Regions from separate parts of the Mus musculus genome. Here all the other regions are linked to region 2. Evidence: chromatin contacts called from public ChIA-PET, HiChIP or PLAC-seq and promoter capture Hi-C data. All regions are on one chromosome and are shown on one strand. Each heading gives the region's core, a stretch centred on a gene start, on an enhancer-like site or on the middle of the called end of the contact. The rest is flanking DNA. Distances are from core to core; before and after follow the strand shown. Region 1 holds the start of Icam5 (intercellular adhesion molecule 5, telencephalin). Region 2 holds the start of Carm1 (coactivator-associated arginine methyltransferase 1). Region 3 holds the start of S1pr2 (sphingosine-1-phosphate receptor 2). Region 4 holds the start of Zfp653 (zinc finger protein 653). Region 5 holds the start of Mrpl4 (mitochondrial ribosomal protein L4). Region 6 holds the start of Acp5 (acid phosphatase 5, tartrate resistant).

What was found. Promoter capture Hi-C pulls out the DNA fragments that hold promoters and counts their contacts. ChIA-PET counts read pairs in DNA pulled down with a chosen protein or histone mark. HiChIP or PLAC-seq counts read pairs in DNA pulled down with a chosen protein or histone mark.
Region 1: an H3K4me3 HiChIP or PLAC-seq map of embryonic stem cells shows a contact between it and region 2, with 8 times the contacts expected there. The contact joins the promoter of Icam5 here to the promoter of Carm1 in region 2. A contact is called at or near these places in 2 of 39 promoter capture datasets (liver and neural stem cells), 5 of 484 Hi-C or Micro-C datasets (B cells, CD4 T cells, CD8 T cells and 2 more), 7 of 115 datasets of contacts at active chromatin or transcription factors (embryonic stem cells, epiblast stem cells, large pre-B cells and 3 more) and 2 of 9 other capture datasets (liver and pancreatic islet).
Region 3: a promoter capture Hi-C map of liver shows a contact between it and region 2, with 6 times the contacts expected there. The contact joins the promoter of S1pr2 here to the promoter of Carm1 in region 2. A contact is called at or near these places in 5 of 39 promoter capture datasets (cranial neural crest, hippocampal neurons, liver and 1 more) and 3 of 115 datasets of contacts at active chromatin or transcription factors (bone marrow-derived macrophages, embryonic stem cells and memory CD8 T cells).
Region 4: an RNA polymerase II ChIA-PET map of memory CD8 T cells shows a contact between it and region 2, with 59 read pairs. The contact joins the promoter of Zfp653 here to the promoter of Carm1 in region 2. A contact is called at or near these places in 4 of 39 promoter capture datasets (hippocampal neurons, liver and pre-B cells), 4 of 484 Hi-C or Micro-C datasets (CD8 T cells, embryonic stem cells and rod photoreceptor) and 4 of 115 datasets of contacts at active chromatin or transcription factors (astrocytes, epiblast stem cells, memory CD8 T cells and 1 more).
Region 5: a contact with region 2 is called in an RNA polymerase II ChIA-PET map of memory CD8 T cells, with 16 read pairs. The contact joins the promoter of Mrpl4 here to the promoter of Carm1 in region 2. A contact is called at or near these places in 2 of 115 datasets of contacts at active chromatin or transcription factors (memory CD8 T cells and microglia) and 1 of 9 other capture datasets (liver).
Region 6: an RNA polymerase II ChIA-PET map of memory CD8 T cells shows a contact between it and region 2, with 45 read pairs. The contact joins the promoter of Acp5 here to the promoter of Carm1 in region 2. A contact is called at or near these places in 3 of 115 datasets of contacts at active chromatin or transcription factors (T-cell acute lymphoblastic leukemia, embryonic stem cells and memory CD8 T cells).

Annotation. Positions count from the first base shown.
Region 1 is chr9:21,029,203-21,033,305 of GRCm38.p6, forward strand. Icam5 (intercellular adhesion molecule 5, telencephalin) reads left to right here and starts at 2,836. Exons shown (of 11, transcript NM_008319.2): 1 at 2,836-3,009; 2 at 3,885-4,103. The coding sequence starts at 2,928. Mir1900 (microRNA 1900) reads right to left here and starts at 3,126; the gene lies at 3,049-3,126. Icam4 (intercellular adhesion molecule 4, Landsteiner-Wiener blood group) reads left to right here and starts at 230. Exons shown (of 3, transcript NM_023892.3): 1 at 230-621; 2 at 735-1,040; 3 at 1,180-1,394. The coding sequence starts at 252. The coding sequence ends at 1,292.
Region 2 is chr9:21,545,422-21,549,323 of GRCm38.p6, forward strand. Carm1 (coactivator-associated arginine methyltransferase 1) reads left to right here and starts at 1,473. Exons shown (of 16, transcript NM_021531.6): 1 at 1,473-1,809. The coding sequence starts at 1,587.
Region 3 is chr9:20,974,935-20,978,569 of GRCm38.p6, forward strand. It overlaps S1pr2 (sphingosine-1-phosphate receptor 2), which reads right to left and starts at 1,859. Exons shown (of 2, transcript NM_010333.4): 1 at 1,664-1,859.
Region 4 is chr9:22,069,407-22,073,244 of GRCm38.p6, forward strand. Zfp653 (zinc finger protein 653) reads right to left here and starts at 1,970. Exons shown (of 9, transcript NM_177318.3): 1 at 1,643-1,970. The coding sequence starts at 1,935. Ecsit (ECSIT signalling integrator) reads right to left here. Exons shown (of 9, transcript NM_001253897.1): 8 at 3,576-3,681; 9 at 2,840-3,174. The coding sequence ends at 2,918. It overlaps Gm16845 (predicted gene, 16845), which reads left to right and starts at 1,596. Exons shown (of 3, transcript NR_040407.1): 1 at 1,596-1,758.
Region 5 is chr9:21,000,536-21,004,450 of GRCm38.p6, forward strand. Mrpl4 (mitochondrial ribosomal protein L4) reads left to right here and starts at 2,202. Exons shown (of 9, transcript NM_023167.2): 1 at 2,202-2,462; 2 at 2,549-2,615; 3 at 2,719-2,869. The coding sequence starts at 2,406.
Region 6 is chr9:22,130,174-22,134,285 of GRCm38.p6, forward strand. Acp5 (acid phosphatase 5, tartrate resistant) reads right to left here and starts at 1,692. Exons shown (of 5, transcript NM_001102404.1): 1 at 1,564-1,692.

The DNA.
Region 1 (4,103 bases), core at 1,586-4,085, 510 kb before region 2:
GCCATCACCAAGCGTTATTTTATTTTTTAATTTTTAAAGACTTCTTGGGGCTTACGTAAAAACTAAAGAGCAGGTCCAGAACTGTGCAATGGCTTTTGGTTGATTGTAGGGTCTGATGGGAGGGGAGGCAGGTATCTTCATCAGGGCCGGCCGAGGCCCATTCTGGGGCGTGGCCAGGGTGCCTTCTTATCTCCTGCGGCCAGCCTAAACTCCCTGGCGTTCCGCCCGCACTTCAGCGCGGGCTTTGTGCCATGGAGTCTGCCCTTCTGCTCCCGTCGCTTTTGCTGGTGGCTGCCTATCCGAGGGGTGGGAGCCCCCAGCAAGAGTGGATGCAAAGTCCTCCCGCGCCTTCCGTGACCTCAGCACCTTTCTGGGTGCGTCTTAATCCAGAGCTAGAGGCCGTGCCTCCCGGGGGCTCAGCGTGGCTTAACTGCAGCCACAACTGCCCCCTGCCGGTGCATTCCAGCCTGCGCACCCAACTGCGGCAGGGAAAGATAGTTAATGGATCCGGCTGGGTATCTTACCAGCTACTGGATGTGAGGGCCTGGAATTCCAAGGTGCGCTGCGTCGTCACTTGCGCAGGAGAAACCCGAGAGGCCACCGCCAGGATCACTGCTTACAGTGAGGGAGACCGGGGCTCAGGCCGGGCTGGGGTGAGGGGAGAGGGGTGGAGGAAGCGGATAGATGGTAATTGCTTTAAGGGGTGCCTGTGGGCCTTATCTCTCTTGCCTTAGAACGGCCCAGAAGCGTGATCTTGGAGCCTCCGGTCCTAGTGGGCCACAAGTACACTCTGCGATGCTATGTGACACACGTGTTCCCAGTGGGATTCTTGGTGGTGAGCCTGAGAAGAGGTGGCCGAGTGATTTATCATGAAAGCCTGGAGCGCTTCACCGGTTCAGATTTGGCTAATGTCACTTTGACCTACGTGATGCGGGCCGGACTCAACGACCTCTGGCAGCCACTCACCTGCCATGCGCGCCTCAATCTCGACGGGCTAGTGGTGCGCAGCAGCTCGGCACCTGTTATGTTGACAGTCCTCGGTGAGGCATCCTGTAATCCCAGGGAATGGGTGCGGGAGAGGGGATGTTGCCACTCCAAGGGGGCCTGCAGAACAGGCGTGGGCTCCACGCTTGGCGGTCCTCAGACCTCCTAGTTCCTGATTTTCACTCCTGCCCACAGCTTTAAGCCCAGCCTCTATAGCCTTGGCCTCTACCTCCATCGCAACCCTGGTGGGGATCCTCCTGGCTGTGGGGGCTGTCTACGTGCGCAAGTACCTGGCTGTGCAGACTTAGTTATAGATCTGTTTTCGATGCCTGACAAGAGGGAGGGGAAAAGAACTTCAGAGTAATTAATTCAGAGACTCTTATTGAAACAATAAAGTCTTCCTCCTCAGTCTCTGCCTTACGGTTCTTGGAGAAAGTGGTTTCTTTTTTAAGGTACCTTACTTTTTCCAAATTCCTTACGTAGGGGCTGAAGATTAGTAGATTAGAGGTAGTACTGGAGGAAACAACACCTTGAAATTTCTCCTTCAAGGCCAGCATGGGGTCCTAGAACCCGAGTTCCTCTGCGTAGAGTTTTGTTAGCTTTATTTGTGCGGGGCAGAAAGACTAAACTGACCTCCCCTCCAGGGCTGACTCTTGGTATGGCTTTTTCTGATTGGCTCCGCTGATACAGGCCGGAGCTCTGATTGGAGGCTAAGTTTCCCTTCTCCTCCCTCCTTTTCCACTACGGAGCCTGTGCGTTACTAGAGAAGGCCAGCGGGTGGAGCTAGACCTGATTCCCCAAGGTTATCATTAATTGGGGGGGGGGGGGGAGGTAGAAACACTCGAGTAGGCGGGGCCTTCTTCAAGTAGTAGAGGAAGCGGCTAACTAGATAGGAAATCTAGCATAGCAACAAGTTAAGAGATGATTGTTCAGGCCACGTGAGCTGTCACAGACTTGCTTCCTGGCGTTGTGCTTGTTGTCTCCGAGTCTGGTATGTATGTAGAGAGGGATGTCAAAGCTGGGGTCAAAGTGTCCCCAGTTGATCTTTTGGTCCAGCGTGAATTGCAGAATCTCGCACTAGTTACCCAGTAGAGGCGGCCACACTCCTGGCGAGGAGGGCGCAGAAGCTCTGCTGAGAGACTAGACACACAACAGCGTTGTAGACACATTCCCGCTGCACTCTGGGTAAATAAAGATCGGGTGCCGGAGTCGACTCTAATTTAGAAGCCTGCGAACGCTGCGCACACGCACACGTGTCCGAGTCTTGCTGGCACTTGATCCCCCTCTTCCTTCGCCGCGTGCGCGGAGGAGGTCTTAGGGGCGTGGCTCCCATACTTAGCCTGCTGGAGGTCAAAACGAAACCTCAGTTAAGGAAGGCATCCTCACATTCTCCTCTTAGAACCACATTTCCTGCATACTATTGACTCCCCAAGCTAATACAAGCAACCTCTCCATCCACCCTTGCTCAAACAGGCGCTGGTGGGAGGGACCGAGGATGGGCGTGGCTTGGAGACCCAGCGCGTTGTCTCAGACTCTATACCTATGGTGGTGGGTGTTTGGGCAGGGCCTCTCAGCATCCCTTCCCTCCTTCGCCAGGGATGACGCGGGAGAGCGTGGTCGCCCCCAGAAGGCTTTAGATCATTAGGCCGACCTCCATGTAGATCTTTCCCCCACGGGGGACCGCTCTTGCCTGGCTAGCTCGCCTGCATTAAGGCCTGGAGAAGCCCAGTGCGCGCTCGCCTCCTGTCAGCTCGCCCCCCATCACCGCCTCTGTCACCGCCCCCTCCTTAGAAACCAAGTTACCAACGTTTAAACCAATCCCTGGGCGCAATTCTGCCACCCCCACACTCCACCCGCTGCGCTGCGCGGTCCTCCCAGCCCCGCTCTCCATCACTCGCGCTCCCCTCGCCTTCTGTGCTCTCCCCTCCCCGGCAGCGGCGGCAATGCCGGGGCCTTCGCCAGGGCTGCGCCGAGCGCTCCTCGGCCTCTGGGCTGCCCTGGGCCTGGGGATCCTAGGCATCTCAGGTAAGAAGAGCCCGCCGGCGGAGCCAGGTGGATAAGGCGGGGGCGGAATTGAAGGACCAGAGAGGGCGGCCCGGGTGTCCCCTCCAGGCTCCGCCCTCTTCTAGCTTCCCACGCTTCTGCCACCACCTGGAGCTCCGGGCTTCTCCCTGTCCTTCCTCCACCCCAACACACCTCGATCTTTCAGATCGGAACCCAGCACCTTTTCTGAATTCGGGGTTTTGCACCCAACCTGGCTCAGGAGACACTGTGGCTCTCCTGTTCTCTCCTGCTCTGTCGTGTCCTATGGTTCACAGACTAGCATCATCCCTATTTATGATCCTCAAAGACCCTATCTCCTCAACTGTCATAACTCAGAGGCCCTGTTTCCCCTCCACCTGGAGCCCTGGCAACCGGCTTTCTAGGGCTTTCCTCACGGTTCCTTCCCGGAATCTAACCTTGTGGCTTTCTGTCCAAGTTACTCAAGTTTGGGGACAATCTCCTTTAAGCCTTTGACTCAGTCTCTCATTTCTACTTTGCTTTCGCCCCCAGCCTCGGTGTCTCTCCCCCCCATTTCCTGACGACCTGTCAGGGTCTTAAGAGTGACTTGGTTCCCCATCCCCCCAAATTGGAATCTCCTCCTCCTCACTATTGATGTGTTCATCTGAGACCCCATCCCTGCACCGAGCTTCCCCATCTCTGCCATAGGCAGCAAGGCTTCCAGAGACGCCCCTCTAAGAGTGCGTCAGTCCCGAATCTTGAGTGGGATGCGGGACTCCCGTGCTATTTCTTGGCGGTGGTCTTTCCTCGTCCTTACAGACACCCCTGGTTTGGGAGATGGGGGCCACTAAGATTTCAGAGATGGGGTCCCTAGGCTGAGCCCGCGTTTTCCTGGGCAGCGGTCGCGCTAGAACCTTTCTGGGCGGACCTTCAGCCCCGCGTGGCGCTCGTGGAGCGCGGGGGCTCGCTGTGGCTCAACTGCAGCACTAACTGTCCGCGGCCGGAGCGCGGTGGCCTGGAGACCTCGCTACGCCGAAACGGGACCCAGAGGGGTCTGCGCTGGCTGGCTCGGCAGCTGGTGGACATCCGAGAGCCTGAGACCCAGCCGGTCTGCTTCT
Region 2 (3,902 bases), core at 223-2,722:
TGGAACTCAAGGACTGCCAGCCTCTGCCTCCTGAGCATCGGGATTAAAGGTGTGTGCCACCACTGCCCAGCAGAGTGCGTTTTTACTCTTCACTTTGTGGGTCCTGGCTGCCTGAGATTGTGTGCTTGCACCATTAGATGGGAGGGATGACTTGGGAAAGGGTTGAGTCTTTTGTGAGTCTTGCGGAGGCCCAGGAGGGGGTACGTAAATTAGAGTTCTAAGAGGCCCAGCAAAAGTGAACAAGTGACTGGCCACTGTGAGTTCACTGGGGGACCTGAGAGTTAACTAGTGAAAAGGAGAGGTCCTAGTGGAGAAGCTAAAGAATTAAAGTTACTGCCTTGAAGTTCTTTGTGAAGGCCAAGCTCTGGAGCGCGGCTTGAAAAGCCTTTATCCCAGAGCAGCATGGGAAGGGGCCCCAGCTGGGTGCGAGCCTGCAAACCAGAGCACACCTATCACAGGGCCTTTTCTTACCAGTGGGACGGGATCAAGGCGGAGCTTACCTGGGAACGTACAGGGCGGAACCTTAACTTGGGGGCGTGGCCGAATCACCTGGGTTTGGAAACGGTTCTTGTCTTTCCTCAAGCTCAGGAGAGGTTGTTTGCAGGACACTGGCCCGGAGGGGCCCGAACTCTCCGAGGGAGGGTTTCGTGGATCAGAACACCGTCCCTTGACAAAAAGATGCAGAGCACCGTCTGCATTCTGCTAGTAACCGTCCCTCCTGGGGGCGGAGCCAGCCCTCCTCCGGGTGTATAAAGTAGCTGAGCGCCTCCTTCTGACAAACGCCTCACCCCCAAGAGTACTGGGGGAGTACGCAGCACGCCAGCCTAGGGGCGGAGCTCAGCCCTGGAGGAGGCGTTTCTTCTTAGTTCTCCGACTCACGCCTCTCCACTTTTCTTGAGCTATGCTCACAGTGGCACAAAGCATGGTGGTTCGCTCGCTGCCGGCCTGTGGGTGGGTCTGGCCCCAGAGGCGTGTCCGAGCGGCCAAGCATTGCCTCCTGAAACGCCCTGTGGTACAAAGGGCTGTGGATCACCGTGGATCACCGGTCGCCGGCCCGGAGCGGGGGGTGGGGCCGCCTGATCATTCCGGGGGCGTGCCGGGAAGGCTAAGCACCGCCTCCCGACGCATGCCCTGCCCATCTCTCCAGAGCTGTGCGCGGTGGCACAAAGCGCCTCGGTTCGCACAACGCTGCCTCGGGGCGGGGCTTAGCATCCCTGGGGGCGTGTCATACTGCGGGGCACCGCCTCCCAACGTAGGCGCCTTCACCCGGCCTGCCCGGGAGGCTCAGCCACCTCACAAAGCAGCGACCGTTCCCGCGGGGTGGGGCCGGCCCCACCCCCGTCGTGCTTGCGCTCGCCCGGCTCCCTCAGGCGCCAGGAGGGGGCGCTGCGCCACCGAGCCGGCCCGTGGCGGCGGCGGCGGCGGCGAGGCGTCGCGTGGCCGGCAGGCGGCGCGCTGCCAGCCTCGGCCTCGGCCTCGGCCTGCGCGGCGGCGGCAGCGGCGGCGGCGGCGGCGGCGGCGGCCTGGGCCCGGGTGCGGCGGTGGCGGTGGCCGTGGTGGCAGCGGGGCCTGGAGCCGGACCTAAGATGGCAGCGGCGGCAGCGACGGCGGTGGGGCCGGGTGCGGGGAGCGCTGGGGTGGCGGGCCCGGGCGGCGCGGGGCCCTGCGCTACAGTGTCTGTGTTCCCGGGCGCCCGCCTCCTCACTATCGGCGACGCGAACGGCGAGATCCAGCGGCACGCGGAGCAGCAGGCGCTGCGCCTTGAGGTGCGCGCCGGACCAGACGCGGCGGGCATCGCCCTCTACAGCCGTGAGTGCTGGGGACACCCTGGGGACGGCGGCGCACGAGGCCGGCGGCGCGGGCGCCCGGGGAGGGGGCAGGCGGCGGAGGGTTGGGGGGGGGGGGGGACTCGGGCCGAGCTTGTACACGCGGCTCCTGCTGCCCGCGGGCGAGATAGCAGAGAGGGTGTGCGTGGGGACCTTGGAGCCCGAAGAGGGGCGCGGGAAATAAGAGTCGCGGGCCTGAGATTTGCAGCGGGTGGGGTAGGGGGGCGCGTGGCAGGAAGTGGGGCCCCGAGGATTCTGGGGGGATTGTAGAGGGGACTGGAGAGAGGGAGTGATTGGGAGGGCTCTTGAGCGGGTGTGGTTTGTGGATCTCATCTCAGGGGACATCCTCCTCACACACGGACATTTGAAAAGTGGTTTTCAGTGTGTAACACCGGGAAGACTGGGTGCCGCCCTTGTGGAGGACTTGGGATTCGGGATCCCCCACCCACACACCCACCAGGGTGGGTAAACTTTGGGACTTAGGACAGAGCCCTTCCTGATAGAGATTCCCAAGCCCATCCCCCATGGAAACGTGGAAGAGGGGAAGGCCGGCTGGCTGATGGCCGGCTTTAGAAGTCAAGAGGTAACAAGCCACCTCCCTCGCCACGCGCCTCCTGTCTTTTTTAAGAACGTGAGAAGCTGGTGACATTATCAGAAGCTGCTTCAAAAACTGACATTTCAGTGGGGAAAACAAGGGGGGGGATCACTAGTGTGTTTTCGAAGTGCACCCCCCCCCCCAGCTTTGTAGTTCCACCTTTCATTCTTCCTTGCTCTTGCTACTCTTTCTTCTGACGGATTCCTCAGATGGATTTGCTCTTGTGTTTCACTGGTCTTTGTCTCCCAGGATTTCGTTCACTGATGCTCTTAAGGGGCCACCAAGGAAGATGGGATCGATTTTAACCTGTGGGAATTTTTTTCTACTCCTTGGTAATGGGGTGTTGTTGGAAAGGGAAATGTGTGTAGCAGTCTGTTCAGACTGATTCTCCTCTCTTTGCCTTGACTTTGAAACACACAGGAGAAAGAAGTGTCTGGTTCCCAAGTGTGGGGCACCTTTGGGGGCTTGGGCAGAGCTGGGGTCTCCTTGATCACACGAGAGAAAGGGGAATTTCACAGACTAAAGAACGAAGCTCTTTAGGACTACAGACCCCTAAGCAAGCCAGTGGTGTTTGGCTAGCCAGGGTACCAGGGCTTACCTGGAAAGTGTTCTGGGGACCTGGGTGTGATGGACAAGCCTGTGGTCCCAATACTTTATAGGCTGAAGCAGGAGGATTCAAAGTTTGAGTACAGTGTGGGTGACATGGGCAAATCCTGTCTGAATCACCAAGACAAAGTTCAGGTAACTTGGGTTGTTTAAATGAACTTGATAAAAACACCGTTTTTATAGAGCTTATTTACAGAATTGTTATTTCCCACATAGTCTCTAACGCCCAGCTTCATCTATTAGAAGCTAATGTTATTACAGAGGAGACTTTACAGTTTGTGTTCTTGTTGTGACAGGGCATTTCTGCATAGTCCTGGCTGTTCTGGAGCTAGTTATTTAGACCAGGCTGGCCTCAGAGAGAGAGCTCTTCCTTCCTTTGCCTCTCAAATGCTGGGATAAAAGGTATATGCCACCATGCCTGGCTATAGGAGGATCTCGGTTTAAGAGCTGCTTGGCTACAAAGTGAGATCTTGTCCTCAGAAAAGAGAGCACAAGTGAGGTGGACAAAAGACAGATGTTCAAGCCAGACTTTATTACTTGAGAGTCTCTGACGCTTTCCTTCCCCAAATAATGACAATGTTGAGAGTTATACAGAATTACATATACATACATGCCTCTACAAATGGACTACGTATAAATGAAAGGATGTTGGAGAGAAACCCATGTTTCTCAAATCCTCAGTCCCAGATACATTTTTGGGGGCCAGAAAGGATATTCACCTCTAGGCCAGTGGTTCTCAACCTTCTTGATGCTGTGACCCTTTAACATAGTTCCTTATGTTGTAGTGACCCCCAGACATAAAGTTAAGTTGCTACTTAATAACTGTAATTTTGCTACTGTTATGAATTGTAAAATATCTGCTATGCAGGATTTCT
Region 3 (3,635 bases), core at 609-3,108, 570 kb before region 2:
ACACTAACCTCCCAAGGCCCATTTGAGGTCGAAACCTGCTGTAGTTGCCTCTGGTATATCCTACAGACCCCCTCCCCACCCCCACACAAACACTTTTTCCGGCAGACTATCTTATCTTTGGATTTCATTCGACTGTCACTGTCTAGGCCTTCAGGAACTATCTTCTCTTTTTGTTTTGTTTTTGGGACAGGGTCTTACTGTGTAATCCGGGTTGACCAGAAACTCATTTCGTAGATCAGGTTGGCCTTGAGTTCACAAAGATGCCCCTTAACTCAGTCTCCTGAGCACTGGGATTAAAGAAATAAGGCATTTTACCCAGCACAGCCCACCCCTAATTTCTATCAGAGCATCTGACTTTATCATCGGAAATGATCTTGTTTTCCACAGTATCGTGTGAGGCCAGCTACCAAGTTCACCCTCAGCCTCTCTTGCTTGGTGCAAGCGAGGCAGGCGCATGAATGAATGAAAGAGCCTGAAATTGGGGGGCTCGTTCGCATGCAAAGCATGGGGACATCTCCTGGCAGCACCCCTACCCTACCACTATAGGAAGCTGAAGCCGGGCGCGTCTCCTTGGCGACAGTAAGACCCGCCTGGCTCAGGCAGCACTCTCCAGCTCCTTATCAGGCCGAGGAATGCGTGGTATCCACACTCGCTTGCGCTGGGGCGGCGCCATCTCTCTCTCCTGAGACCCCGACACGCGCGCAGGATGTCCCTATCCTGCACAAAGCAACAGGGGGTGGCCACATTTCTGCACCCCACCAGAGGCCCCCCACATCCAGATTCCTGGGGCACTGGAGAGAGTAACTACAGCTACTTCATTCCCTCCCCCCCCCTCAGTGATGCTCCCATGTTGCCCCGCAGGGGACAGTAGGCTCTGCGGGTGTCGCCTCGGGCATCTAACAACAAGGATAGGGACGGGGGTGGGGAGGTGGAAATCCCCGGGTGAGTCAACCCATGCTCTAGAGGGGGGCGAGGTCCCAACGCCGTGTAGCCCGCGACAACGCGGACTCCACGCCACGCGTGCCTTCCTTCACTCCTACGCCCCATCCCTGAGCTAGGAAAAGGAGACACCTGGACTTTGCAGTTAATGTCCCTTTCCTTCGATACAAAGTGATTCTTCCGAAAGAGAGACTGAAAGAGAGGGGCAACTAACTGGAAACTGAGGCAAAAAACTAGTCTCACAGGCGGTGGGGCGACGGCCTTCGCCGGGGACCCCGCCCATGAACTCTGAAAGCTTTCCCCGCTCGCTCGTCCGTAGCACCTTTCATCCTAGCCGGAGACAGAGAAGAAGGGATGCTGCACCTCTCCCCAACAACCTCACTGCCCCAAACCCTGCTTCCTGAGAACCCCCATCCAGTCTTGCAAAGTCTCCAGCTCAAAGCGCTCGGATTCCGCCTTTCTCTTCAGCGCCAACTTCCTGCCCGAAGGAAGGCGGGGAGCTCAGTCTGGGGGTGCGCCACTGAGTAGGTGGCGAGCTGCCTGGAGTAGTGGGCAGGGGCGCATGGTAGATGATCTGTTCCCTCGGTGCAGCAGAGCCTGGAGCAGCGCGTGCAACGCCTGTACGAGCGCCTGACCCCGGACCGGGCCCCCCAGCTGGGATCTCAGGGTCTCCGTGAACCGCGGCCGCCCAGATCGGAACCTCCCCTCTGCCCCGCGCGCTCACCTGGCTAGGCCGGCCGGGGTCCCTGCCCTGGCCTGAGTGGCCTTGGCGTCTGCGCCCCGGGACAGCCAGTGGTTGGTTTTGGAGACTGTTGGCTGTGCTCGGTCTATGTCCCGGAGTTGGGGACCCAGGACAAGAGAGAGGCGGGCAGAGCCGCTGCCTCCGGCCCCAACTCCCTGCTCGCCCCGCCCTCCTCTCCTCCTCTTTCCGGCGGCGACTTGCAATGAATTCCAGATGTGGCCCGCCAGTTAGCCAGGGCGCGCACGGGGGAAGAGCAGGGCCCCTTTGTCCACACCCCCACACACACACTCCTGCCCTGCTCCTCCCAACCCCCACTCGTGAGAACTGCCGTGGCATGATGTCACGGCCGCGTGACGTCACAGCTCTCTTAACCCAGGTGACCTAGTACTGAAACAACTGTATTCCATTTGGCTTAGCGCCAGGCTAATGCTTGGGACCTGGAAATGGAGGAAATCACACTTACCTACTATGTGAGAACTCAGCAATTCAAGATTAAGCACCTACTATGTGTTTCTACAAGAAATAAATTCCTACACTGTATCATACCCAGCCCCCCAAACAGAAGACTTGGTAAGAACTCCCAGATCCAACTGGGCTTTGTGGCACATATGCCTGTCATTCCAGCATCTGCCACCTGGGAGGTGGGAAGATCAGGAGTTCAGGGTCCTCTTAGCAACCTTAAGCCACTGCCTGCTCAAGACCCTTTCTGAAAAACAACAGGCAGGGATGTGGAGGCAGGTGGTTGAGTGTTTGCCTAGCATGCATCCTCAACACTGCAAAAATATGGAATGGTGGCTTGGGCCTCTAATTCCAAACTTGTGAAGTAGAAGCAGGAGGTTTGTTTTAGAGTTCAAGGCCAATCTGGATCACATGATCCTGTTGGCTCCTTCCCTCCAAACAACTCAGGGTGAAAAAAAAATCCAAAATTAGAGTGAGTGACAGAAGGTCAGCTGTCCAGCTCCACTAGGCAGGGAGGGGAAAGGGCTTGTCTGGAAGCCTGACCTGAGGTCAGTCCCTGGAAGCAAAGTTGGCCTCTGACCTCCACAGGGCACACTGGCATTGCTGCACCTACATTCATTCACTGATACATGTACAATAATAATAAATGCATTTAAAAAAGAATAACAAAACCGGGCGTGGTGGTGCACGCCTTTAATCCCAGCACTCGGGAGGCAGAGGCAGGCGAATTTCTGAGTTCAAGGCCAGCCTGGTCTACAGAGTGAGTTCCAGGAGGCTGTGAGTTGTCAGTGGGTAAGGCCTTGCCTGGGACCCACAAGGTGGAAATTGAGAACCAATTCCTGCAAGTTGTCCTGTGACCTCCAAGGCCTGCTGCTGAGGCACATGCACACACCCACGTACATGTACACACCCACGTGCATGCACGCACATGGGTATAAAGTTAAAATTAATAAATTTTTAAAAGGCGCTAAAGAGGTGCCTCTAATGGTCAAGAGCACTTCCTGCTCTTGCAGAGAACAGAATGTCCCAGCACCCACAGACCTGACAACTTCTGAGTCCAGCCCCAGGGGATCTGACCCTTTCAGCCTCAAGGGCCCGTGTACACACATGCACATACCCACAATTACACATAATTAAAAACAAAAAAAAATAAACACACAAAAGTGTAAATTGCACACCCAAACATAAGCTCCCTAAGAGCGAACAGTGTTTCCCTTGCTGTGTTTAACATTGTGCCTTATGTCGGCATTGAGATGTTTATGGAGGCAGGCGGCTCAGTGTTAGTTACAGTACTTCCTCTCATGCACAGGGCCCTGTGTTCTGTCTCCAACACCCCAAAAATAAATAAGTAAGCGGGTCACTGTTTGCAAGCCTAGCATCCCTGCACTTCAGTGGGTGGAGGCAGGAGGATGGGGAGTCCAAAGCCCTCTTCTGTTCCATAGCAAGTTCTAGGTTTATGACTTGCTAGATAAATTAAGCCTTTCCGCAGGGTACC
Region 4 (3,838 bases), core at 720-3,219, 520 kb after region 2:
TTTGTTTTGAGACCTCTGTCTCTCTGTGTAGCCCTGGCTATCCTGGAACTCAACATATAGACCCAGCTGGGCTCAAACTCAAAAAGCTCTAGTTGCATCTGCCTCCAAAATGCTGGAATTACAGGCATGTGCCACTATGCCTGGATAACTTCTTAAAAATGATTTTACTATTTCATGTGCATAAGTTTTTACTTGCATTCATGTCTCTGCACCTGCCTGATGCCCTTGGAGGTCAGAAGAGGGCATGGAATCCCTTGGAACTGGAGTTACAGATGGTTGTGAACCACAATGCTGGTGACTGGAACCAAACCCAGGCCCTCTGAAAGAGCAACAAATGCTCTTAACTACTGATCCAACCTCTTCAGGGCCTAGAATCAACTCTTAAAGAATCATTCATACAGATGAGTGCAGACAAGAGCAGAACACGCTACACCTGAACCCTTACTATGGGCCAAACCCTTTCTATGCTCTCTATTTTCATTTTGTATTTTATTTGAGATAGAGTATCGTTATGCAGCCCTGGCTGGCTGGAACTGTCTGTGCAAACCAGACAGATAATATCCAATCCAGTGTTCACACCATGCAGCTACTGGCTGGGGAAGCTGGGGCAACAGCTGGAGTCCCAGGGTGAGCTTTCCCTCCATGGCTTAGCATCCAGCTTGTCTTCCCACTGTGGACACCTGCACTGTGAGACAGCAGGAGTAACCTCTATTGGAAATGCTCCACCTTCTAGCTGTTCTTAAGGGCATGGGGTTTTTACTCTTGGGCACTTCTGCTGTCCTTGTCTCTTCCTGGAGGACACTGAGAGAGACATGCTTGAGTCTCAAACAGGAGAGGCCATCTACACTTTCAGAGCCTGCTTCTCAGTGTGGCAAGCTGCACATGACAGTTTACCAATAGGTCTGACAACTACAGCGTGGTGAACCATTCATGGTCTTAGTCTGATCCCTAGAGGGCACGTGGTAGAAGAGGACTAGCTCTGCAAAGCTGTCTTCCCACCTCCTTATGTGGGCCTACATACACCACACACGCACACATACACAAGAATAAAAGTGCCCTCACACCAAGCCTGGCACATGCCTTTAGTCCCAGCACTCAGGATGCACACAAGTAACCCTGACAAGGTTGTTGAAACAGGTGGCTGGGTTAAGGCTGCTTTCTTGTTGAGGATCCGGGTTTGGTTCCCACAACCTACATGGTGGTTCACAATGGTGGTTTCTGGGGATCCGACACCCTTTTCTGACCTCTGCAGGTAGTTCATGCACGTGGTACACATATATCCACGAAGGCAAGGCACTCATACGCAGAAAATCAGAGTGCCCAGCACCTTTGGAGGTTTACACCTGAGAGCCAGCCCCAGGCCAGGCCAGTGGAGGCGGGTCGACTCTTCAGACGGGCCAGTCGGAGCTTCCGAAGGCGGGCAGAGGGGTGGGGCACAGGCTTGCATTGGGTAGTCAATGGGTCGGAGGCGGAGCCGCGAGGAGGCGCGTGAGGGGTCTGGGTTGCCTAAGCCCGAGACCGAGGGCCGCCAGGCGGCCCGGGGGTGGGGCTTCACGCTCCGGGGGCGGGGCCGCTGCCCTTTTCGTCCCTCCCCCGGCTTCTTCTCTCCCTCCCTCCCTCTCCCGGCCCCGCGCCCCCTTACCCGTGGCGACCGCTACGCTGGCCACGCTCCAGCGAAATGAGGTAGGCGGCAAGTTTGGCGTCGCTCCAGCCGCTGCGGCGTCTCAGGTCCACCCAGGGGCCGTGCGCCTCGCCCAGGTACACGCGCCGCACGTCGTACTTCTTCCGGGACTCGAGCCGCCTCCGGGCCCGGTCCGACTCGGTGAGCCGCGGCCGGCCCCGCGCCTTTCTGCCTGCCGCGCCTTCCTCTGCCGCCGCCTCCCCGCCTGCGCCCGCCTCCGCCTCCGCCCCGGGCTCTGGAGCCCGCTCCGCCATCCCCCCCTCCCTGGTTACCGGCCTCCCCCGTTGTTAGGAGCCTCGACCGGAAGTGGCGCGCCTAGTCTGCGCCGCCGGGAGATTTCTCACAGGGTCTTCTCTGCCCGCGGCGCCAAACGGGGACAACTAGCCATAGCTGCGCATGCGCGTAGTCCGTCCGGCCCAGGCCATGGAAGTGCGTTCTGTTGACAAGTCAGTTATTTGGGAGGTAGAGGCACTGGGTACTGAAACTCAGGTAATCCTTGCCTCTCTATTGAATTCTTCGGCAATGTGATTAAAGATTTTTTCAAAAGGGCTGGAGAAATGGCTCACTGGTTAAGGGCACTCACTGCTTTTCCAGAGGACCTGCGCTCAAATTCAGCACCTACATGGCAGCTAGAACTGTCTGTAATTCCAAGATCTACCATTCTCACATAAACATATATACATGCAGAACACCAATGCACATAAAATAAAGGTAAATACATTTAAAAGATGTTTTTAAAGGCCAACAAGTCGGCTCTGCAGGTAAGGTGATGGCTGGCATACTTGACAATCTGAGTTACATTTCCGAGATTCACAGGGTCATATATCGGAACAGACTCCAGCAAATGGTCTTCTGACCTCCACACATCCCTCCCATACCATAAATATATAAATGGATTTTTTTTTTTTTTTTTGGTTTTTCGAGACAAGGTTTCTCTGTGTAGCCCTGGCTGTCCTGGAACTCACTCTGTAGACCAGGCTGGCCTCGAACTCAGAAATCTGTCTGCCTGCCTCCCGAGTGCTGGGATTAAAGGCGTGTGCCACCACGCCCATCTATAAATGGAATTTTTGAAAAGACAAGTTTAAAAAAGGGTCCCAAGGTGGTAAACCCAAAAGAGCCCATGCAGAACATACGAAGGGAAGCCACAGGGCCAGGGAAGAGGTTTTGATTTTTTTATTTTCTCCATATTATTTCATACCAGCCCAGTCTTTTCTCCTCATGCCAGCTCTATCTGACTCAACTTTGCCCCTGCTGCTGCTCTGCCTGAATGGTCTCATCATCTTCCTCAGGCCCCTTGGGAGGACTGTGGGGAGGGGACTGTCCCTCCAGCCTTGAAGTTGTCAGGAGCTCCCCCGTGGACCTGGCCAGGCGGAATACCACTGGGATCTGTGCCAGGGTTGGGTTGGTCTCCTGCAAGCCTTGGATCCACTTGATCAATGTTGCCTGATCATGGGCACCAGCCATGCACATGGCGAAGACAGGGCCTTCTGTCACTGTTAGGAGAAGAGTTTGTGTCTCACCACTGTGACGTACTCTGAGCACCTCCATGAGTTCACAGCCAGCTCCCTGTGCCACATAAATGTTCTACATTTCCCTTGGCCATGCCACCCGCTGCTCAGATACTATCAAGAGACTAAGTTTGAGCCCTAACTTGGAGGCTACCATGTGCCTCCTCCCAACTCCCCACATATAACTTGACTGTTCCCTGCTGACCTGAGGCTTGCGCGTATTCTGGTCACATCACTAGTCAGTATAGAATGCTCCTTAAAAGATAGTACAAAGGGGAGAGGGAGTAGCCAAGGAGAGGTACCCTGGGGGGCATATGACCCCTCATCCTGTGGAGCGTGGACAAATGGCCACCACACAGATGTGCTGTGTTGAGACCTGCTTTTACCTTCATCCACGTCAAACTCATAGTCGTCCCAACCACTCCTTGAATATTCCAGGTCCAGCTTCTGTGGGTAGTACAGCTCCCATTCTTCTGGGATCTCCTCTACTTTCTACCTCAGGCAAGAGAGCAGGCAGGATTAGAGGCCAGAACACAAAACCTGTCCCTCAGCTGAGCCTTCAGGACAGTGCCAGCCCCACCCCCAACACAGAATCTGTAGTTCTGGCTAATCTGGAAGTTGCTGTGTAGACCAAGCTGGCCTTAAACTC
Region 5 (3,915 bases), core at 952-3,451, 540 kb before region 2:
TGCAAAGACGACGACGACGACAACAACAACAACAACAAAACTATATGCATTTAGCCCAATAATTACATTCTCCAGGGTCTGCTCCACCAGTGAGTTATGGCACTGTGTAGCCTGGAACTCACTATGTAGACCAAGGTTGCCTGAACTCACTAAGAACCACCTGCCTTGGTCTGCCTCTGCCTCCTAAGTGCTGGGATTAAAGGCTTGTACCACCATGCCCGGCCTGCCTTGGTCTTCTGTTGTCTCTTTGATCACAAGGCTCCTTCAGTATTAGAATCCATAATGCTGGTTACTGAATTTTCATCTCAAGCCAGGAATTCCACCCTTTGTACTCCTCATTTACAAAAGAATCACAATTTTCCCATTATCCAGGTGATGAAAAGGAGGTTGGCTCAGAGACCAGAGTCCAAGCTCTGTCCAGCCCTCATAGTGGATGGCAGTGAGCCAGGTGTAAGCTCTCAGCACCCCCTGAAGGTCAAGTGTGGAACAGAGACAAACCATAAACTCTTTCAATTATCTTTGGAGAGGTTCTTAGTGAGGTGATCTGGATCTGTTCATGAGGTAATTTTTTTTTCCCCTCTGCCCTGGGAGAGTCCTAGAAGGACAGGGGGCAGGATCCTGGATTAGATGTGAGTGGAGGGACACAGGGCTGATAGGAGGGATTTCAGAGGGATATAGCCAGCCCTGGAGAATCTAAGAAATACTGAAAGCTTTCTGGCAGGACTTTCATTTAAAGAATCAAACACATCTGGAAAGAGGAGGCTGGAGGATTTCAAGATTACATACTGGAGTTCTCTCTCAACAAATAAATAAACCCCATAGGGGCTGGAGAGATGGCTCAGCTGCTAGGGCACCTAAACTGCACAAACATCTTGATCTTTAGCACTAAATAAACCAGCATGGTGGCACATACATATAATCTCAGGACTCTTGAGGTGGGGGGCAGAAGAATCAGAAATTCAGCCGGGCATGGTGGCGCATGCCTTTAATCCCAGCACTCGGGAGGCAGAGGCAGGCGGATTTCTGAGTTCGAAGCCAGCCTGGTCTACAGAGTGAGTTCCAGGACAGCCAGGGCTACACAGAGAAACCCTGTCTCAAAAAAAAAAAAAAAAAAAAAGAATCAGAAATTCAAGGTTACTCTTGACTACACAGAGTTCAAGGCCAGCCAAATCAGACCCCTTCACACACCAAAGAGAGGGGGAGGGAAGATCAGATAAAATTAGATTCACCTGGTCATGTAAGCATAGCGGTGCAGACAACCAGCAATCCAGACCTCCGGAAGCCAGACAGGGAGACTCTGAACTCAAGGTCATCCTTGGCTACACAGAGAAGCCTTGTTTACAAAAGAATAGGATGGCGTTTGAGATGGCTCAGCTGGTTAGGTGGCTTGCCACCAAACTGGATGGCCTGAGTTCTATCCACAGAGTGAAAGGAAATCGCAACTCCCTTGAGTTGTCTTCTTACTTCCACACTCAAACACAAAAATAAATTAAGAAAACTAAAATAGGAGCTGGAGAGATAGCTCTGTGGTTAAGAGCACTGTCTGCTCTTCCCGAGTTCGATTCCCAGCAACCACATGGTGGCTCATAGCCACCTATAATGGGATCTGATGCTCTCTTCAGGCATGCAAACAGAGCACTTATATGTATAAAATAAATAAAATATTTCTTAAAAGTAAAAAATTAAAATACATATATATTGAAAAAGCGAAAAATAGCCACATGACATGGACATGGCACACACCTTTAAAATTTTTTTCTTAATTTCCAGACAGGGTCTCACTCTGAAGTCACTATGTACTATATAGACCAGGCTGGCCTCGAATTGCAGTGTTGCTTCTGAGTGCTAGAATTAAAATCATGCAACACCACGGCCCAGCCCAGCACACATCTTTAGTCTCAGTACTCAGGAATCAGAATCATGTGGATCTCTCTGAGTTCGAGGTCGCCCTGCGCTGCATAGGGTGAGTCAGGAGTGAGACCCTTACTCTAAAAGACAAAAGTCAATTCATATCAATAATGGTAAAGGGAGAGAAAGACACAGGAAAAAAATGTAGGCAAAATACGCAGTGTAGCAGGAGGCTCATCCACGTTCAATAAAAAAGATAAACGCTTATTAGCCAGGTACCGCCCAGGTATGGGCGGACCCTCCATCAATACTTGAGGTTCATTGGTTAAAAGAGAACCGCGTCTCTGGGGTTTGCTTCCCGGCACCCGGCTCTGGCTCTCCGGTGTCGGGGCTTCCGGCTGTCAAGTGGAGCTGATCCACAGCCTCAGGCTTCGGGACCTGGCGCTGATGGCGGCGGAATCGCCTTCGTGACGTACCCGGCGCACATACGACGTCATCAGCCACCGCCGCGAGCGTCCGTACCGCAGCGACCTCGGCGCTGCGAGAGGTCCTCCGAGATGCTGCGGTTGTTCCAGGCCGCTTCCCGGGCCTCGCTTCGACTCTCTGGCTCCCGGGTAGGGCACTGAGCTGAGGTCAAGGCCGGAGGTCAAAGGTTGAGAACCTCCGAGAGCACCTCTAACTCCCGCCTGTCATTTTCCAGGTCATCCACTCTCTAGCGGAAGGCGCGGAGCGGCCGGCCGAGATTTCAGAGCCGCGAGATAGCGCTGGTGAGACGACCGGGACCTTGACACACAGAGTGGGGGGAGATAGCACAGAAGGTACTGAGCTTTGATCCTGACCCTTGACCGCTCATTTGTCACCCCCCGCCAGGTCTCCTAGATCCTGTTTTGCGCAAGTGTGAGCTCCGGATCCCAGTGCACCGGCGTCCGGTGCAAGCCTGGGTCGAGTCTCTCCGAGGCTTTGAGCAGGAGCGCATCGGCCTGGCGGAGCTGCACCCCGACGTGTTTGCAACGGCGCCTCGGTGAGTGCAGGGTGCAATGGGAGGAACTTGCCGTGGTTTCTCCACTTGACAAAAGGGGTGATCAGTTTCGCTGCTACAGGGCTGGAAGGCGAATGACTCAACCCTGCTGTCACCCTGACCTATTACATCCTGCCTTGCTCTCTTGTGCTTGGGTCTCCGTTTTGTCAGACCTCAAGAAGTTAGGTGACAGCCGGGTGGTGGTGGCTCATGCCTTTAATCCCAGCACTTGGGAGATAGAGGCAGGCAGATTTCTGAGTTCGAGGCCAGCCTGGTCTACAAAGTGAGTTCCAGGACAGCCAGGGCTACACAGAGAAACCCTGTCTCAAAAAACAAAAACAAAAACAACAACAACAACAACAACAAAAGAAGTTGTGTGACGACTAGGTAGATTAATCCACAACAGAGAAAATTCTCTAGAAGTGTTTTTTATTAGGGCTGGAGGTGTGCACTGTTAGAGGGCTTGCCTGCATGCACCTTGTCCTGGGTTCCCTTCTATAGCATACACATGTCCTGGTAACCCACACCTCTAACCCCACCAGCACTGTAGAGGTGGAAATAAGAGAATCAAGAAATTAATGGTCAAGGTTGCATAGTGAGTTCCAGACCAGTCTGGGCTACATGACACCATAAGTAAAAATAAAAATACTGGGCTGGTGAGATGGCTCAGTGGGTAAGAGCACCCGACTGCTCTTCCGAAGGTCCGAAGTTCAAATCCCAGCAACCACATGGTGGCTCACAACCACCCGTAATGAGATCTGATGCCCTCTTCTGGAGTGTCTGAAGACAGCTACAGTGTACTTACATATAATAAATAAATAAATCTTTAAAAAAAATAAAATAAAATAAAAATAAAAATACTAAGTACTGGAGAGATGGCTCACTAACTGCTTTCCAGAGGTCCTGAGTTCAATTCCCAGCAACCACATGGTGGTGGCTCACAACTATCTGTAATGGAATCTGATGCCCTGTTCTGGTGTGTCTGAAGACAGCTACAGTGTGCTCATATGCATAAGATGAATAAATAATCATTTAAAAAAGTAAGTAAA
Region 6 (4,112 bases), core at 442-2,941, 580 kb after region 2:
AGCGAGACCCTGGTCCAAGCAAAGAAAGACTAGCCCGCTGAGCCTGGTCTCACGGTGCATGCCTATAAACTCAGGCACTACCATGGAGGTGGAGCAACTGGACCAGAAGTTCAAGGCCAGCCTCAGCTACATTGGGAAGTTTGAAAAATGGAAACAGAAAGTCTGAGATAAAGACATAAGACCGGTCTTAAGACACACACACACACACACACACACACACACACACACCCTAGCCATCTACAGCCGTCAGTTCCACAGACACACCAGTAGCAATTGGGCCTGCAAGGAGCTGAGGAGCTGGGAAGGTGGCCCCCACAGGCCTCTTCCACCTCGCTCCTCTGACACTTACCCTGGAGGAAGCACAGGTGGTCAGAGAGGCTGCAAGAGGCAGTTAAGCTCCTGGACCAAAAGCGGTGATCACCGAGTCTTTATTCTCTGGGGCAGAAGTGCATCATTGGGAAAGATGATGCATTTTCTCCGAGGATTGTCCAGAAGCCCTCCCCTTGGGTCATGTGAGCACTGGACTTCCCCAGAACTGGAAATGGGGCTGGGGCGGGGGCACCCAGGCCAGACTGAGCCGTGAAAAGTTTCTCGAAGCCAGCACAGTCAGCCAGGGTCTGATGGTAATGTGTACTGGGCATCTGTAGGTCCCGAGTTTGACTGTTCACTGCACTGAGGCTGTTCTAGGCTGAACGTCTGTGTTTTCACACCCTTGGCTGTCTGTAACTCGCTGTCACTTTTTCTGGGTGGGTGTCTCGACTCTAGCATGGGAACCTCAGTGGCTTGCCTGTGACATACACTCCAATTATTTTTTTTTTTTTGTTTTTGTTTTGAGACAGTGTCTCAAGAAGCCCAGGCTATCCCTAACTTCCTCCCTGGGTAGCCAAAGATGAGCCACTTCCAAGTGTTGGAATTACAGGCCTAAATAATTCCTCTGTGGCGCCCATGTAACAGCCCCCTGTCTCCTCTGTGTTTTGTAAGTCCTAGTGCAAATTGTGTATCTGGAGTCATCTAAGTGTGGGACTGTCTCCGAGTTCCCCCTCGCCATCATAAACAGCAGCAATAACTGCCTTTTCCAGGAAGTTCTGTCCACACTCTTCCATGGCCTTTCCCACACCCGGTTTCCAGCCTAAGGAACTTCCAGAAGGCACACACCACGTGGCTGGCTGTAGCCTTTTGACCTTGGCACCTACAGCAGTCAGCTGCAGGCTGTTTCGACCGCAGAGCCCAGCGCTGTGGTGGGTGTGGCCAGCTTCCCACCTCCTCCCCTCCCTCCTTAACTTCACAAGCCGCCCAATCTTTCCAGACTCCTTCCTTGAACACTCACCACCAACCCCTCCGGTCCCTGCAAGCTCGGATTCTGGAATCTCTCGTTCCGTGCTTTGCATAAAGGCTCAGAGAGGGTCAGCGACTCACCCCAGGTCACCCAGCGAAGAGTTTGCCTTGCATTCCCCACTCGCACCTCTCAGTAGAGGCGAACAGGAAGGAAGTGGGGTGGCCCCAACAGACAGAGACCCCCTCCCCCGTGGGAGGCAGAGCAAGGGCCTGGCGGGCGAGTCTCACCTTGGCGGTGGGTCCAGGACAAGCTGTGCTACCCAACTGAGCTGCGGATTCGCGGCGGGTCGCTCCGGGCTGCACGAGTTGGGAAGAGGCGGCGCGGGCCAGCCTTCGCCCACGGCTCCCTGCCTGCCCTACAGAGTCCAGAGTTGCAGAGGGCGGGTGCCTCGGTTTCCCCGCCCCAATCCTGCCTCAGCCATTACCTGGCGCCTCGCCTCCAAGGTTCAGAGTCCCAGGAGTTAAGGGAGACCCGGGACCTGATTTCAATACCACCTGCCTTCGACTTTTGGGGTGCTCACAGCCTCTGGTGGCCGCGCAGGGGAGGTCCAGCCCCGGACTGAGCCAGGCTCGGTCTCCCGGTCTTTAAAATGGGTGAGAAGATACCAGGCTGGTGGCAGGTCAGCGGTGGAGGGCTTGCTTGGCCCCAGAGCGGCTCGGGTTCCATCCCAGCAGTGGGTTTGGGGCGCGCGGGGGGGCGGAGGAGGGGATTTGACTGAGCTATCTGTGCCAGATAACAGCCACCTGTAAAACAGGCCTTCAAGATTGATCGGGAGAGAAGGAATTTAGGCAGAGAGGGACCCAGAGGGGCGGAGCAAAGCCATCCTCTTCCGCACACTGCAGGTCTTTCCTGTTATTTCAAACAAGAAATTTTGCCGGTTTGCAGGGAGGCTGGGGTGTGACTCAGTTGGTAGAGTGCGTGCCAACACGTACGAAGCCCTAGGTCACAGACGCAGGCCGGTATACACCAGGTGCGCAGTGTAACCCTGGGCCGTGGAGGTCAGAGGGTCAAGAGTTCATGATAAATCTCAGCTCCATAGCAAGTTCAAGACCTGAGACTGTCTCATTCATAAATAAATAGGTTGTCCTTAGAATTCCACAAAATAAAGCTGGGCCAGAATGGGACTCACTTCTTTAATCCCATCACTCGAGAGGCGGAAGCAGATCTCTGAGTTAAAAGGCGGCCTGATCTATATAGCAAGTTCCAGGATATCCACAGCTACACAGAGAAACCCTGTCTCTAAAACCAAAACAAAACCTAAACAGAACAACAAAGGAATCCCAAAGAATAAAGTCTGGCGATGGGCCTTCGAGATGGCTCAGAGCGGCACTTTCTGGCAAGACTTGAGAGCCTGAGTTCCATCAGGTTTCCGGAAGGAGAGCACCGGCTCCCAAAAGTTGTCCTCTGACCTCCACATCCGGGTTGTTGCCCTACCAATAATAAGTAAGTAAATAAATGTAATAAAGATTTAAAGAGTCCTGGTGTGGTAGATCATGTCTGTTAATGGCAGGAGGATTGGAGTGAGTTTGAGACAACTGGGCTAAATAGGGAGGACTGGGTCAGCCTGGGCTAAAGTGTGAGATCCTGTCTAAAAAATACACTTCCCCAAAAAATGAATTCCTGAGAAAAAGAACATAATCCCAGGGGTTGCTATCTTTCACATGCCCAGTGCACTCATAACTGTACACTGCTCCAGTGGTTATCTCTCACATAGCCCAGTGCACTCATAACTGTACACTGCTCTTGCAGAGGACCAGGTTTGGTTCCCAGGACACATGCGGGGAGGCTCACAACTGCCTGTAACTTCAGCTCCAGGTCAACTGATGCCTCTGCAGGCCTCCGAAGGCACCTGCACTTGTGTGCATATAGACTCACACAGGCACCTGCACAAGTGAAAAGAATAAATAAATCTACACACTCCTAGAGACCTGCCGGTAGTTAACAGGTACCGAAGGATGGAGAGGCAGTTTCTTCAGTGGTGAGATTCCCATGCTCCTGTAAGCAAGCCTTAGGAAACTCACGCGCACACACACACACACAGTGCGCACATGCGTGCATGCACGCGCACACACACACACACACACACACACGCACACAGTGCGCACATGCGTGCATGCATGCACGCACACACACACACACACACACAGTGCGCACATGCGTGCATGCATGCACACACACACACACACACACACACATGTTCACAATCACTACACAATCACACAACGCCATGGAAGCAGAGAGGATTGGGAAGACCTTTGCAGGGGAGCCTGAGATTGTCCCTGGAGCCCATGTCAAAGCGGAGGGAGAGAAACATCTGCACAAAGTTCTCTTCTGATCGCTACAGTTTTGGTTTGTTTGTTTGTTTTGCTTTGTTTTTAAAGATTTATTTATTTATTTAATGTAAGTACACTGTAACTGTCTTCAGACACTTGTTAAGGATGGTTGTGAGCCACCATGTGGTTGCTGAGATTCGAACTCAGGACCTTCGGAAGAGCAGTCAATGCTCTTAACCACTGAGCCATCTCTCCAGCCCCCTGTTTTGTTTTTTTAAGACAGTGTCTCGCTGTGTAGCTCTAGCTGTTCTGGAATTGGATAGGTAGATCAGGCTGCCCTTGAACTCACAGAGCTATGTCTGCCTCTGCGTCTAGAGTGCTGGGAGTAGAGGCCACTGTGCCTGGCTGACCTCCACAGTCTTTCCATAGCATCCATGTGAGCCCACACATATATCATGCACATAAATATTAAAAATTTTAAATCCTGAAGTAGAAGAGGGTAG